Regions from separate parts of the Anser cygnoides genome. Here region 2 is linked to region 1. A link is a contact called in public Hi-C data. All regions are on one chromosome and are shown on one strand. Each heading gives the region's core, a stretch centred on a gene start, on an enhancer-like site or on the middle of the called end of the contact. The rest is flanking DNA. Distances are from core to core; before and after follow the strand shown. Region 1 holds the start of CYP27A1 (cytochrome P450 family 27 subfamily A member 1). Region 2 holds the start of IHH (Indian hedgehog signaling molecule).

The links. A called contact is a pair of places that touch in the nucleus more often than the background predicts.
Region 2: a contact with region 1 is called in a Hi-C map of liver, with 9 times the contacts expected there. The contact joins the promoter of IHH here to the promoter of CYP27A1 in region 1. A contact is called at or near these places in 3 of 7 Hi-C or Micro-C datasets (fetal liver and liver).

What each region holds. Positions count from the first base shown.
Region 1 is chr6:32,070,567-32,073,272 of Taihu_goose_T2T_genome, reverse strand. It overlaps CYP27A1 (cytochrome P450 family 27 subfamily A member 1), which reads left to right and starts at 1,438. Exons shown (of 9, transcript XM_066999464.1): 1 at 1,438-1,703. The coding sequence starts at 1,458.
Region 2 is chr6:32,224,287-32,226,986 of Taihu_goose_T2T_genome, reverse strand. It overlaps IHH (Indian hedgehog signaling molecule), which reads left to right and starts at 1,308. Exons shown (of 3, transcript XM_048079692.2): 1 at 1,308-2,182. The coding sequence starts at 1,880.

The DNA.
Region 1 (2,706 bases), core at 189-2,688:
TGGCTGCGCGCAGCCATGAGATGGCGGCAGGCGCTCGCACTTGTGCGCCCCGGCTCTGCCGGGTGTCTGCTGGAGCACGGGGCCCCTGCCCAGCGCCCCTCCAGCCCCCCGGGACCACCCAGCCCCGGCCCCGCTGCTGCAGGGCACGTCGGGCACCTGGAGCCCAGCCTGGGACAGCCCTCGTCCCCGAGAGGGACAGGGACGCAGCCACCCCTGGGGCTCTCGGGTGTCTGCCTGCCTGCCCCGGGGACAAAATGTCCCTGTCCAGGACTTTGACCTGATAAGGGCGGTCAATGATCAGCGGTGGGACGGCCCCAGCACGGCACGGGTCCCCGCTGCGGGCAGAGCAGTGCCCTGCCCGCCGTCCCCAAACCCGGTGGCAGCGCCAGGCTGGCCAGAGGGAACGTGTCCTGGGCACCGCCGCAGCAGTGACAGCTCGTGGGCTGGCAGGAGCTGGTGCTGCGCTCCCACTGCCGCGGCGACAAAGCAAAGTCGCCCCCAGAAAGGTGCCACAGCCACTCCGGGTGTCCCCACCCGGCTCCCTTGTGGGGTGGCTGTGCCCACCCTGAGCGCCCAACCCCTGCCCCAGGGGAGGGATGAGTGCCAGCCCAGGGCAGCCGTGGCTTACCAGCACCTTTGGCATCGTCCCTGTGGCCTGGAGCAGGTCCTCCCAAATGGCTGCACCAAGGGACGCTTCAGGGGACCGGAGGGGGGGCACGCAGGGGCTCTGCCACCTTCTCTGCGGGAGATGCAGGTCTGGGGGGGAGCAACAAGGGCGGGGACAAAGACGGGGAGAAAAATGGGGCAGGAACGGGAACAGGGAGAGATACGGGGACGGGGACCGGGCGAGGACAGGGAACGATGGGCGAGGTGTCAAGGCAGACAGGACAAGGACAGGGCAGGGCGGGGGGACAGCCGACCCGAGCATCAGGCCCAGCGGTGAGCTCGGTGCCACTGGGGGGTGTGCAGGACGCGGGCCGTGGCACCCAGCGCCCGGTACCGTGCCCGCTGCCGATGCTCGGCGAGCAGCACCCGGTGCCGGTACCGGTGCCAGCACCCCCAGCACACGCCACACGGTGCCCGGGGCGCTGTGCCTGCGGCGGTGCCACACCGGGGGCGCGGTGCCGTTACGCAGCACGCGGCGCCGGGCACCCGCTGCACGGCGCTGCCGGTGCCGGTTCCCGGTGCGTGATGCCGGCGCTACGCGGCACCCGGTGCCCGCGCCCCCCGCCCGGTACCGGCCGCGCGGTACCGGCCCCGGAACGCCCGCACCTCCCGGTGCAGCCCCCGGTGCGCGGTGCCGCTGCCCAGCTCCCGGCGCGCACGAGCGGCTCCCGGTGCCCGCTCCCCGGTGCCGGTGCCGCCCCCGCGCCGCCCCCCGCGCCTCCCCCGGTGCCGCCCCCCGCCGCCCCCGGTGCCTCCCCGCACCGCCCCGTCCCGTGCGCTGCCGACGGAGCATGGCGGGCCCGAGCGGCGGGGCTCGGCGGCCGCTGCTGCCGCTGCTCCTGCGCCCTCGCCCGCCGCCGCCGCCGCCGCCGCCTCCGCGCAGCCCGGGGCCGCCGCGCAGGGCCGGGAGCTCGGCGGCGGCGGCGGCGGGGCCGGCTCGGCTGAAGGGCCCCGCGGAGCTGCCGGGGCCGGGCTTGCTCAGGACTTTCGTCTGGCTCTTCCTGCGCGGCTACCTGCTGCACACCCACCGGCTCCAGGTGCCCGGGGAGGCGCGGCCGGCCGGCCGGGGGCTGCGGGCTGCCGGGGGGGCTGCGGGTCCCCGAGGGCGCAAGGGAGGTGGGGGGGATGGCGCCGTGGGCTGGGGGGGCTTTGGGGATGGGGTCGGGGAGAGCTGGGTGCCGGCGTGGGGGGTGAGCCCGCGAGTGACCGTGGGGAGCTGAGGGGGGAAAGCGCCCCGGCACCCGTGGGGGGGTGCTGGGGGGAGCAGCGCGCGGAGGGGCTGGCGGAGAAGCGGGTGGCACCCGATGGGTCCCGCCGGCTGCCTCGGAGTGCCCGAGCCGGGCAGGGCCACGCGTGCCTTGGCTTCCCCCCGAGGGCCAGGGGCTGCTCGCGGGGTGCCGGCATCCCCGGCCAGCCCCAGCTGCAGCGAGCTTGGGGGGCATCAGTTTGGGGGGGCAGATGTGGGGGCGAGCGGTGCCCGGGGATGCAGGGGAGGAACAGGCAGCTGTTTGTTTTCTTCTGTCGGCACTTCCTCATACGTCGGATGAAGCAAGCCATGGGCTTGGCTGGCCGCGAGCCAGGCGGCAGCCTCCAGCGCCCTGGAGCTCTGACCCGCCACAGCTGGGAGGAGGGCGCAGGATCAGGCCTCCCCGGCACCGCCGAGCAGCGGGCACCGCTGCCTGGGGAAGGGGCTGTCACAGGGGAAGGGGCTGTCACAGGGGAAGGGGCTGTCACAGGGGAGCAGGGGCTCGGGGAGCAGGCACAGGTCCCTGCTGCTCCCCTGGGGCTCCGAGCGTGGCCCGGCTTTGCAGCCAGCTCCGGAGGTGCCTTCCCCCGATGCCAGCAGCTTCTCCCAGCCCTGCTCTCCAAGGCCTGAGCCGTGCCGGGTCCTGGCCGTGAGCACACGCCAGCAGCAGGCTTCGACCCAGGATGCGGCCGCCTGCAGCCCCGTGCTCTCAGGGCGCACCGCCTGCGGCACCGGGGCGGCCGTCCCTCCCCCTCCTCCTGCCACCACGCGCGAGGAACGTCTCCCCGCGGTGA
Region 2 (2,700 bases), core at 59-2,558, 150 kb before region 1:
GCGGTGTGCTGCACCCTCAGCGCTGCCCCCAGACACTCCCGTTCCCCGCTCCTCGTGGCAGCGATGAGCACGGTGGGGAGCTGGGCTCGCTCCTCGTGGCAGTGCAAAGCAGCCCGGGGGACCTTGCGGACTTAAGCCGGGCTCTGCTTCTCCTGTGCCTGTGATGCACGGAGAGCCGTGCCCTTGCTGCAGCCCCAGGGAAGGCAGAGGCGGGGCTGGGGAGTGGTGCTGGGACAGGTCTCTGCTCTGCCTGTTGGCTGCCTTAGGATGCTCTGCTGGAAGAGGCAGCTGAGATGTGCAAGTGTTGTGGCTGGGGGGGCTGCTGGCCAGCCCCTCTTGCTCCACCACGTGCGGGTGCAGCAGCAGGACGCCCACGCCGTCCCACGCAGCGGCAGGGCTTCGCAGAGCTCTGGGCACGGCTTTTGGCTGCGTGGCTGCGGAGTACAAAACCCAGATGGAGAAACCTCCGGCCGGCTTTGCTCCCACAAGGGAGATGGTCCTTTGGGGCCAGTGGGCAGCAGCATCCCAAGCACATGGGTGCTGCTGGCTGCATCCCTCTCACCCGAACCTCTCGGTGCCGATGAGGCCAGCGCAGACCTGCGGGCAGAGCCGGGCTGCTGGCCGGGCCGCTCCAGCCTGGCCTTCCCGGGTACCCCTTGGAGCTCCCCGTGCCCACCAAAGGGCACCGTGGTGAGGGGGCATCCCCCCGAGGGCTGCGTGTGCAGGGGTGTCCCAAGGCCACCGCCTCACCTGGGGAGGTGCCGGGGAACCAGCGGGGTGCGCGCAGAGCCCTGCCGGACCCCTCCCCAGCGCACAGCTGGGGCAGAACCGGGGGGGGCCCCGCGAAGCCTCGCTCCTGAAATCAGGGTGTTGTATTTACTTTCCCCTTTTGGCAGCTAGAAGGGGAAGCCCATCCCAGCCCCTCATTGTTGTCTCAGCGAGTTAATCAGATGCCATAATCCTGTTGTGGAAATATCGGGCCTCCCTGGAAACAATGGGGAGCGAGAATATTGTGGTTAAATTTCAACCAGCTGCCTCCCTGCTCTGTTTGATCCCCGCCCGCAGGCCCGGGCCCCTGGCGAGCAGGCGGCGCGGCGGGGGCCGGAGCCCCGGGGGTGCCACCCCGTGCCCACGCCGCGCCGGGGGAGCCCCCGGGGGGGCGGCCGGGGCAAAAAAAGGGGGTGCGAGGAAGGGGGGGGGGGAAGCTTGGCGGTCCGGGAGCGTCCCGGGGCGGCCCCGGGGGGCAGGTGGCGGCGGGCGGCCCGGCGGGGTGGGCTGCGGGCCCCGGGGCTCGGCCGGGGGGAGGAGGCTGCGGGCGGCCCGGGGCAGGTTCCGCGGGGAGGAGGCGAGGGAGGGAGGGCGCAGGGAGGCTGGGACACGGGCAGGGTGCGGTCCTGGCGGTTCCCGGTCCCGGATCTCTTCAATTTCCCCTCTCACTCCTGCCCGGGGAGCGGAGGCAGCGGCGGCTCCGGTCTCCTGCTCCAGCCCCGCCGCGCTGACCGCCAGGGCGCAAACCGCGGGGGGCTCCGGGCAGCGCCGAGCCCCGCGCCCCGCAAGCGGCCGCTCTCCTGCCAAAACAAACGGCCCTTCGCTATTTATTGCCGCCGCCGGGGCACGGCAGCTCAGAGCGGGCCGACACCGCCACCGGGCAGCCGGAGCGCACCCGCGCCGGGCACCCGCTCCTCGCCACCGCAAGGCACCGCCGCCGCCACCGGCACCGCCACCGCCACCGCCGCCGCCACCGGCACCTGCCCGCCGGCTGCGCCCCGCATGGGGAGCCCCGGGGCGGGCGGAGGGAGCGGCGGGCGAGCCTAACGGGGCCCCCGGAGCCCCCGGAGCCGCCGGTCCCCCGGGCCGCCCCGGGGCCGCCGGGCGCGCCATGAAGCCGGCGCGGCTGCTGCTGCTGCTGAGCGGGTGCGCGCTGCTGCTGGCGCCGGCCGTGCGCGGCTGCGGGCCGGGCAGGGTGGTGGGCAGCCGCCGCCGGCCGCCCCGCAAGCTGATCCCCCTCGCCTACAAGCAGTTCAGCCCCAACGTGCCCGAGAAGACGCTGGGGGCCAGCGGCCGCTACGAGGGCAAGATCGCGCGCAACTCGGAGCGCTTCAAGGAGCTCACGCCCAACTACAACCCCGACATCATCTTCAAGGACGAGGAGAACACCGGCGCCGACCGGCTCATGACCCAGGTAGGGCCCCGCCGCCGCTCCCTTCTCCCCCCCCCCTTCCCCTGCGCCGGGCACCTGCGGCCCCGCTCCGCTGCCGCCGGTGCCCGGCCGGGTGCCCCGGCGCGGCACGGACGGGACGGGGAGCTCGGGAGCAGCACCCCGCCTCGGCTCGCCGAGCACCCCGTCCGTCCCCCGAGGTGGCAGCGCCCTGCCCGGCTTGTCCCCGGCCCGTGTCCCGCCGTCCCCGCGGTCGCAGCACGCTGCCGCGCCGTGCCTCCGGCCGGCGGCTCCGGGACGCGGCGCTCCCCGGTGGGGCAGCACCCTGCCCCGCTGCGCCCTGCCGGCCCTTGCCCCTCTGCTCCGCGTAGCGGAGGGCAGAGCAGAGCCTGCAGGAGGAAAGGGGGCACGCAGAGGAGCCCCAGGAGCGCCTTGCTGGCCTCGTCCCGCGCTGCTGCCGAGCCCCCGTGCGGCGGTGCCCCCGCTTCTCCCGTGCCCCCCGGGTGGGATGGTGCGGGGAGCCTGGCGGGGGGCAGCCCTCG